Linked DNA regions of Mus musculus: all the other regions are linked to region 3. A link is a contact called in public ChIA-PET and HiChIP or PLAC-seq data. All regions are on one chromosome and are shown on one strand. Each heading gives the region's core, a stretch centred on a gene start, on an enhancer-like site or on the middle of the called end of the contact. The rest is flanking DNA. Distances are from core to core; before and after follow the strand shown.

What was found. HiChIP or PLAC-seq counts read pairs in DNA pulled down with a chosen protein or histone mark. ChIA-PET counts read pairs in DNA pulled down with a chosen protein or histone mark.
Region 1: a contact with region 3 is called in an RNA polymerase II ChIA-PET map of memory CD8 T cells, with 317 read pairs. The contact joins two enhancer-like sites. A contact is called at or near these places in 1 of 15 datasets of contacts at CTCF or cohesin (CD8 T cells), 17 of 484 Hi-C or Micro-C datasets (B cells, CD4 T cells, CD8 T cells and 13 more), 9 of 115 datasets of contacts at active chromatin or transcription factors (CD8 T cells, effector CD8 T cells, embryonic stem cells and 3 more) and 3 of 9 other capture datasets (adipose tissue, liver and pancreatic islet).
Region 2: a contact with region 3 is called in a CTCF HiChIP or PLAC-seq map of CD8 T cells, with 7 read pairs. The contact joins two enhancer-like sites. A contact is called at or near these places in 1 of 15 datasets of contacts at CTCF or cohesin (CD8 T cells), 1 of 484 Hi-C or Micro-C datasets (nephron progenitors) and 4 of 115 datasets of contacts at active chromatin or transcription factors (CD8 T cells, bone marrow-derived dendritic cells, embryonic stem cells and 1 more).

What each region holds. Positions count from the first base shown.
Region 1 is chr2:52,569,375-52,572,539 of GRCm38.p6, reverse strand. All of the region lies in intron 2 of Cacnb4 (calcium channel, voltage-dependent, beta 4 subunit), which reads left to right. Among named protein-coding and RNA genes, the nearest start is that of Cacnb4, 110 kb to the left of the region's middle. Within about 2 kb of position 1,444, at least 56 of the 459 cell types and tissues checked have an H3K27ac peak or open chromatin away from gene starts, as enhancers often do. A contact at or near this core is called in CD8 T cells, the G1E-ER4 cell line, Th1 cells and 5 more, where this site is marked.
Region 2 is chr2:52,523,511-52,526,656 of GRCm38.p6, reverse strand. The region is part of intron 2 of Cacnb4 (calcium channel, voltage-dependent, beta 4 subunit); the gene reads left to right. Among named protein-coding and RNA genes, the nearest start is that of A430018G15Rik, 100 kb to the right of the region's middle. Within about 2 kb of position 1,761, at least 28 of the 459 cell types and tissues checked have an H3K27ac peak or open chromatin away from gene starts, as enhancers often do. A contact at or near this core is called in CD8 T cells, where this site is marked.
Region 3 is chr2:52,314,615-52,317,594 of GRCm38.p6, reverse strand. All of the region lies in intron 10 of Neb (nebulin), which reads left to right. 4930573O16Rik (RIKEN cDNA 4930573O16 gene) reads right to left here. Exons shown (of 4, transcript NR_040620.1): 4 at 2,355-2,497. Among named protein-coding and RNA genes, the nearest start is that of Neb, 23 kb to the left of the region's middle. Within about 2 kb of position 1,649, at least 48 of the 459 cell types and tissues checked have an H3K27ac peak or open chromatin away from gene starts, as enhancers often do. A contact at or near this core is called in CD8 T cells, the G1E-ER4 cell line, Th1 cells and 5 more, where this site is marked.

The sequences.
Region 1 (3,165 bases), core at 195-2,694, 260 kb before region 3:
GACTAAAGTGAGAGGCTGGAAGGTGGCCTGAGGTAATCTCTGTAATGTGAGTAGCTGGGATTTCCTTCATCTGTCTGTTAGCCGCCTCAGCATAGTACGGAAAAGGTTTTTGATTTCGTGTGAGTTGGTGAAATGGGAAAAGCCCATGTACTGAATCAAAGCATGGGTGGGTAAGGCCTGGAGGGACCCGTGGGGTGAGAACTGCGGAAGGAGGGGAATTGAGAAGGCAGTTAGAGGCATGATTGGAGTTTTATCCTTGGACAAGAAGCTGGGTTTGTCTGTCCCTTTGATGTTGTCTGTTGTCCTCTTTGATTTTTGTTTGGGGGAAAAACCATACACGATGACATTAATCTACAGTTTATAAACTCCAGTAACTTTTCAGGAAGATTTCTAATTTACTCTGATTTCTAGACTAACTGTATCCTCGTCGTCCAGCCTTTCAGACCGCTGTGTTTCAGTTGGTGATAGATTATTTGGTAAGGAAGAGAACATTGAAAAAAGATCTCGTGGACTCAGAATTTTAAGAGAGAAGCCCTGTCTCTGATGGTTATGTGTAAAGAGTTGTTTTTAGCGAGATTATCTGAGCAGCCGAAGATGGATAGTGCATAGTGAAAGAGACGTTGTCACTATAAATGGAAATCTACAAAAGGGGAGCCGCTGAGCTTGGTGGGCCCCACCGGCCCTGTGAATCACTCTCCTGCACGCACACCCTTACTCAGTTATCTGAGCTAGCAGCTTCTGAAGTGGCACTAAATTTAGACAGTAAAATAAAGGAAGAGAGGGGAGAGGGCGGGTGTGGTGGTTTGCGGTGACACTTGCCAGTGCTTAGGTGTGAAGGTGCGACCTTGTGACTTGCAGTCTCGGGTGTGTGTCCTGTTTGCTACTTTCAGCACCAGAGCTGGTTGTCTTGCTAATAATGCCCCTTTAATTTAGCTCAAAGCACCAGAGAGACTCCCTTCCTTTGGAATGTGTCACCGCAGCTGATGGTGCTTAGTGCTGTGCCTTGGTTTTTCCTGGCCTGAGGCTTTTTTTTTTTTTTTTTTTTTTTTTGAGGGTGATGTCCATGGAAGAAACAACCCAACCTCAGGCAAAGTAGTTTCAACCAAGCGAGCCAGTTGAAGTACCCGCTGGACTGCAGCTGTATATCTTAAAGAATGTTTATTGCAACATGAAGATTTAATTTTTCAAGTTCAGATAGCCTATCCACCAATTGTCAGTTAATTCTTCGGTTGGCATACTGACGCCGGAGCATGGTGGTAATTTTCCAGAAAGGACACAAGAATTCACTGGAACCCCCATTTTATTTACCAAAGTAAAACCAGTCCCTTGCTCTTCTTGCTGGGAAATCAAGTGCAAATTTTCCACAGTCTTTGGCTCACCCATGCCCTCTGACCCAATAGTTACTGCACACACACGTTGTCAGCACTTACATTTCTCCCCTATCTATTCTTCCATGACGGGTTCTGGGGTAGTAGGAGTGGCCACGTTTAGCACCTGAGAGGAGAAGGAAGAAACATAAAAATAACTCATGAAGAGCTCCCCGTGCTAGTGATTGCTAAGAGTTCATTTAGACCCCTCATCCTCCTAGGATGGTAGCTGTCAATCTGCCTTCCCTGGTCTGGTCCCTCTGCTTGTCCCACCCAGGGAGGAATTGTTTGCAGCTACTACACTTGGTCCAGCACAGCGGAAGTAGCTGATTGCCTGGGCTTTTCTTATGCTAGTAGATACCAGCTAAATAGATTATGCCACTGTTGACAGGCAGATAACTTTTCCCTATCTCCTTCTCTTTATTCTCCCTGGAGTGTTAGACAACCTAGTTTGAAGAGTGTGCAGAGGTGAGCTCCTTCCATTTCAGGTGGAGTATGCTACATACAACATCACCTTCAATAGCCACAGACGGTTCCAGTGTGCTTAACAGGGGGGCATAAGTGGCAGTTTGAAGATGCATGGGGGATTCAAGGTGGGTTGGAGGACCCACTGTGGTTTCATATTTGTGTAAACTTCACTGTAAATCAGCAGTTAATAGGGACTCATATGCCTGGCCCACAGACTGCAGAAGAGTCTCTGTATTGAAAGAATTGGCAGTTTGAAAATTCATACCAGGCGTGCTCATCTTCTCTGTGTCAACACTTCAGCTAGGCGCTGGGTGCGTCGCCGTTTAGATGACTTCCTTTTCCTGTAAAGGAAGAACGTTCTTAGAAATGAGACTAACAGCCGTGATCAAGGTTGTATCACGGAGGAAATGGCGCTTTTACAGGCTGATGCTTCACGGATGTATGGTCAGACCCGTGGAGCAAAATTATACTTTTGGGAATAAAAAACAAATGTCTTATTCATATACTGATGACTGTATGCCCATCCATTTAATGCATGTGATATCAAACTAGAGTGATCCTAAGCCAATGGTTTCCCAGTCAGATGCCCAGTAGAGTAGTTATGGGCTTTTTAGAAAACATGGGCTATATAGCCTTTAGTATTTGAGTTTCTGGACTGCAAGAGGAATTTTAAATATCTCCAAAAGCAACTCTAACCCGTCATGTCTGATAGCCCTGATACACTTTTTCTGTAGTTTTCTAGAAAACAGCCGAAGTCTCTAGTGTTTAGATATAGACATTCCTCTTTCAGAGAAACTAAGTTAGCCATGCTTATAAAAATATTGTATATATTCACATTCATTTATTTGCTAGCACAGCTGAAAATAAAAACTGTGGTGGCATGCAATTTATTCCATAGAAAGTTAGCAGTTTAAAAATTGTACCCCCCAAAACCAATGTATTCAATAAAAGATGTCAAATATGATGTGTAGGCAGTTGTGATTTTAAGATAAAAACCAACTAGACTAGTGCCTTCTACTCATCTCACTGCTGGTGATAGGACTATGGGTGGAACTCTAGGTTGAGCTAATAGGATGTAAATCGGTGTAATTTTTCCATGCAAAAATTGGCAGTATGATCAAGAGGCTTAAAATGCTCCTACTCTTTGGCTAAAGCATATCTGGGAATATAGCCCAGAAAAATAGTCTGAATTGCAGACCGGTATAATTCAGACTTTTTTGTATTTAAAACAATGGAATGGCGCAGTTTGCCCATATATGATGTATTATAGAATTTTGATATATTGTGCTTATTAGGAGGTTTTAATAACTTGAGGATATGCTAATGTTGC
Region 2 (3,146 bases), core at 512-3,011, 210 kb before region 3:
GGTTTACACCCAAACTTTCAAGGTTTCTGTGGAGTAAGGGAAGAGATATGAAGCCTTGGTATTCATTCCACCACCTAGATCCCACCTACTCATATTTTGCACTGTAGCCAGGCTCAGAGATACTGAGAGGCACTTTGCGAGAGCAGCTTCACACACCAGTTTAGTCTGCTTTTAGGACCTCCCCGTCAGAGCACAGTAATAGACGTTCAAGGACCTCAATGGGAGTGACTGTCTTTTGCCAGTTGCTTGCGAGGCATATGTTATATAACCTTTGCAAGCATCTGCTAGGTAGGGCTGGTGCCTTCTGATTGCAGCTCAACAGGAAAGACTCAGGAAATGCTGGGTGCAGGAGAGGAAAGAATTCTTTTTTTTTTTTTTTTTTAATTGAGGTCTCTAGGAGAAAAAAATGATACCAGGTTCATTGCCAATTCCCCATAAGGGATTTTTAGCAAATGTGGTAAATGCAGTAGTGACGCTGGCTCTGTACACACATTGCTTTGTGCATGCATGTCAAACACCAAAAGCCCAAGCAAGCTTCCAGTGAGTCACTGCTCCTGGGTTGAGCTTCAGCGTGACCTCACCCACCTCTGCAACCTCAGCCAAGGAATGAGTCCTCAGTACTTCTCTTCTCTACGTCTGCGTCTCCATTGCCCTTTCTTCTCTCACCCCCGCCGGTTGATTTTGTAAGCCAGAGACTAGTCAGCCAACAAGTGGACATTTTTATAATGCTGAAGGCGAGCTGAGCTCTGTCTCCCTGTTGGGTTCTGTAATGGGCAGGTGCCTGTAGAAAGTGCTTGTTAGTAGGCTCAGAGCAGGCAAGTCGAGCTGGCAGTACCTGCTCTCACAGACAGACCCCTCCCCCGCCAGAAGACCTCACACATAGCCTTTCCTGAATCAGAGCATCTTCTCAGACTGAATGAGCTTGCAGCAAGTATTTCCAGAAGTGCATTTGGCAGGTGCATGGACAGTCTCAGGGCTGCTTGGGACCCAGCTCCGGCTATTGAGTGTGTGTGAGAGATACAGAATTCCCGAAGGAACTATGGTGCAAATGTGGTCGCAGGTCACTTTGCAGTAAAATCCTAAGGGAAAGTTGGCTAGCTTCTAGTTTCTGGAGAACCATTCAGAATCCACCAGGGACTTCGGCTTTGTGGTGGAACTGACGTGACAGCAGGTGGTGCTGCCCACAGCGGCCTGTTCTAGAGGTCTGATGTCATCCCTTCTTCTTAGCTGGGTGGGTTTTTTTCTGAGGACTGTTCTTTTATTCACATCGGCCATACACAGGATGGTTCTCATTTGATGTTTCTCTCTCCTTGGGTGATCGGAGTGAACTCAGGTGTCAGGCTGTAAGCACATGTCACACCACGAGTTGTAGCACAGGGCATCAGTGTTATTCATAGATAGATAGATAGATAGATAGATAGAGACAGAGACAGAGACAGAGACAGAGACAGACACAGACACAGACACAGACACAGACACAGACACAGACACAGACACAGACACAGACACAGACACAGACACAGACACAGACACAGACACAGACACAGATATTTAAAGGGTTCAGGATTACCATCAACCTCCAGAGTCACCTCCTCACCTGACTACTTTCTGACAACATCCTGAAGGAGGACCACACCCATCTGATCTTTATTTCTCCACTTCCTGTTTTTCACCCGCACTCCCAAAGTTCCAGACTCCTCCTGTGGAAGGCCAGGCTGAAGTACCGTTCTCCTGACTGTAGAGTGCCCACCAGAACCCACATCAGCCATCTCATGCCACATGCCCTTAGCACTTGGTTAGCTGTGTTGGTGAGATCATCATAAAACCCCAGGAACACCACTGAAAGATGAGCAACGCATTCTCCTGTCACTTGACGTTCAGTTACAACCTTTAGGAGAGAGAGTGATAATGAAATTGAGGTGCCCCAGGGTGGCCACCGCCTAGAACTATCTTGTCGCAGGCAAACCAAGAAAGTTGGTTACTGAAACCTCATCGGAGAGTCATTTGTAATGTTAATAGAATTAAATTATATCAACACTACTGCAAGAACAGGAATAGCTACCATTTATATGATGCCTTGTGCCAGCCAGTGTTCTGGCTTTGTATGTATTAACTCACCAACCCTTTTTTTTTTCTTTTCTTCCTACCCTAAGATGCGCTCTCTCTCTTTCCCTGCCACTCTTAGCTCTGCCTCCCTTTTCCCTGTGCAATCACTGCACTCATGTAATTGGACAGGGAAAACTCTGCAACATTCTCTCAATTTGAAGGAGTCCTGTACAGATGAGATTTCCCAGTGTATAAGTGTGTGTGTGTGTGTGTGTGTGTGTGTGTGTGTGTGTGATACTGGACACTGAACTCAGGACCTGGCACATGCTAAGCTGCTACTTAACCATTGAATCACACCTTGGTACATCTTCTCCTTTTAAGTAGTTTTTTTATAATTTTTGGTGAAGTCCAGCTTATGAATTCTCCATCGTCTGTGCTTTGGTGTCAAGGGTAAGAGCTCTCTGCTTAGCCAGGTCTTACAGCGATTACACTGTTTTCCAGCTTAGTGGTTTGTATTTGCATCTGCGAGCCAGTCTGAGGTCATTTTTAACAAGGCTAGAAGTTAAGTTACAAACCTTCTTGCTTATGGACGTCTAACTTGTAACTTGCATTTGACAAACTCTTTGAGAGTATCAGGGAATGAGAAGCTGGGAAGGGCTCCTGGTTAGGCAGGGATGGAATGGTAAATAGTAACCCATTTGTGGGGGGAATCACCAACCCCTCTTAACAACACTGTAGATGACACACTGTCTTTATCCCATTTATAGATGGCGAAACAGAGATTCAGGCATACCTACCCATGCCCATGCAGGAGACGAGGCTTTCTGGTGTCTCTAAGTTGGCACAGGGAGTCCTTGAGAGAGCTAGTCCTGGAATAAAATCGACTCCAAACCCTGAGTGCTTTCCCTTCACTGACTGTGGCTTTCCTTCTGATGAACATCTAGCATCCTTGGTCAAGTTGAGAAGCCATTTTAACAAACACACTGATTGTGACACCTGATAAAGATTTCCTGGTGCTTGTGTAGGGTCTCCCTTTCAGTAGCACTTCCTGATTATCATCATCTTTGTCCCAACCAGAACTGTGACACCGGGTGAAGGGA
Region 3 (2,980 bases), core at 400-2,899:
TACCAGTCTCTTTAGTGAGAAATATTGTACATGGTAGTCATCCAGCAACATGGCATCCAAGCAGAGGCCCAGGCTGCCAAGGGTGACTTCTTTTTGATGCTTTCCCTCATCTTCCCCACGGTCAGGCTTTTTGGATTCCCCACCTCAGCATCTTTGTAGCATCTTTTTCTCCAAAATAGATTTAAAATGTCTCTCTTTCAGACACTTAAAACTCTTGATGCTTCCTTGCCAAGCTATGCCTTCCGTGCCTACTGTCCTTTTTACAGCTTCCTGTTCAGCTGGTAATGATCATACTCTGGCAACGGTTGCACTGATATTACATCCTCTCCATTGGCTCTTCTTACTCTCCTTTTCACAGTATATTCATTTCCTTTTATCTTTGCTAAAACCAGGAGCTTTATGCCAGCACCCTTCTCAGTCTTGGGTATGCTGTGTAGGTGTGACTTAGGTGAATAACGCAGGATCCTGACTTGTTCCTACAACAGATATTCCAGGTGAGAGAACAGGCTCACCAGGACCTGCTGAACGTGGATTCTGCATACACCATTGGGAAGTGCCTTTAGTTTCTCTGTGCTTGCCTCTTTGCTTCCCTCCGGTAGTTTCTCTGTGGAACCTGGAAAGCTTTTGTAAAAAGTATGTCTTGCAGCGGCACATTGTTAAGTAACACGGAGCCCTGATCTTCTGAAATATTCTATTGCATTGAACTAGGGAGATGCCTATGGATCTCACCATAAGGCATTTTATTGAGTCTGGAAAGTAACTCTGGACCAACTACGGTCAATAATGTAACCCAGTGAGGATGCCCTACATGCTCTGAACAATAACTTCTCTGCTAATGGAGATGACTGGTAGCTCAGTGCTAAGCTACTTAGAAGAGAAGTGATTAACTCCTTTCAGTTTCTTTCCATTTGGTAACCATATAAAAACTACCGGTGCCTATCTGGAAAGTGGAAAATGAAGCCATGAGTTTAAGCAAAACACCAGGAAGCCTAATTTTGAAGCCCAGTGCCATTAGCTGTCTAGTGGTAAGGAGAGCCTATGGTTTAAGGAAACAACCACTGTGCCTACTGGCATCTGGTCACCTCCCCCTACAAAGTTGATATTCAGAGCTTGGATCTGACCTGGTATCCTTTCCTCTATTTAACAAGTTTCAGGGAAACTTCAGTCCGATCTTTCTTCTAGGCTGTCATTGATCAACTACAAGAGAGTGGGAGGGAAGATTAAGGAGAAAGTCTCAGGGTTAGACAGAAAGTTCGATGCTGGGCTTCCGATATGGGGGAGACTGCCCACGAGGACACTGCCTGCCTTTTCCTTTCGCCTTCTGGTCAGAGACCTGTCCCTTTGACCTCCTTCCTTCCTGCACATAAAGGGGAATGAGGAGGGTACCCTCCTCAGCAATTAGCAAGCTACAGCCACCCCTTCTCCCATGCAGGGGGACCCCTTACTGACATAAGAGGACTTGGGTATAGACTGTGAGTGATCAGTCCCCAGCCAGACCCATGGCAGGAGGAAATAGCAAGCTTTTATTCCTGGAAGGTGAGAAGAGAGGAAGGACCTTGGAGGAGATGTCGGGGTGGTTTTGTGCTCTGCTCTTTATCTTGTTTAACTACTTCCTCAAAAGCCACAAGTCTATCTCTGTTGTGAGAATTACACTCCTACTCAGTTCTCTGCTGCAAAGCTACACACCCAGCACCCGTTTCTCTGTAACAGCCCAGGGCTGGCCAGGAATAGTATCTGCTGCTTCTCAGTGTTTCAGTGTTGTCACAAAGACCTCTGTATATCAGCTTTTTGATGCCTCAGGTCTCATCTCTTTGCCTAAAGTCCTGAACTGCCCGGCATTCTCCCAACCCCCACCCCACCCCCCGCACAGATCATCAGAAAGACTTAAAGACTGAACCCTGAAATGGGGGAGCATCAAAAACTTCTGAAATGGTTTTTTGTTCTTTGCTTTTTATGTTTGACTACTTTTTATTGTTTTCCTTATTTAGTTTGGTTTTGGCTTTTTGAGACAGAGTCTTACCATAGAACCCAGGCTAATTTTGAATTCATGATTCCCTTGCCTCAAGACTTCTAAAGCACTTTTTTTTTTTTTTTTTTTTTTTGTAACAGATATCTGCCACCATGTTCAAATCAGACTTTTGGAAGCGTTAGTGTTTATGGGTATTTTATTCATCTATCTGATTCTTAAGAAACCTGTTTCCCAAAAGATTAGAAGTACTTCTACGGGCAGCCTTGGCAAGTCCCCAAATCTATTAATTCACTTTCGTTTTGTATTGGGGATTTACTTCAACAGAGGAGGTGTCTTAGTTAGGGTTTCTATTGCCGTGAAGGGACACCGTGACCATGGCAACTCTCAATAAGAAAAACATTTTATTGGGCCTGCTTTCAGCTTCAGAAGTTTAGTCCATTATCATCACGGCAGGAAGCGTGGTGGGGAACAAGCAGGTAGACACCATGCTGGAAAGATAGCTGAGAGCTCCACATCTGGATTGGTAGGCTGTAGGGAGAGACAGACAGCATCTGAAACCTCAAAGCCCACCACCAGTGGCACACTTCCTCCAACAAGGCCACTCCTACTCTAACAAAGCCTCACCTCCTGATAGTGCCACTCCCTCTGAGCCTATGGGGTTGTTTTCATTCAAACCATCATAGGAGGGTAGCTGAATTAGTTAGCAGTCTACTGTAGAGTTTGTTGTTCTGTTTTTGTCTGTTGAGGTAGGTTCTTTCCATGTAACCCAGGATGGCTTGATCTCAAGATTCTACTGTGTCTGCAGATCTGAGTCTTAGACAAATTCAGTTTCTCTCTCTGTGTGTCTGCCTCTCTATCTGTCTCTCTTGTCTAATATACAGTTTTCTCCATTTCCTTATGAGTTGTCATTATTATAATTACTGTACCATACATTTGCTTAGTGCTGTAGATACACAAAGCATCTTTATCATATGATCTTGCTTTATCTTTCTAGCAATGTTCTGTGTAAAA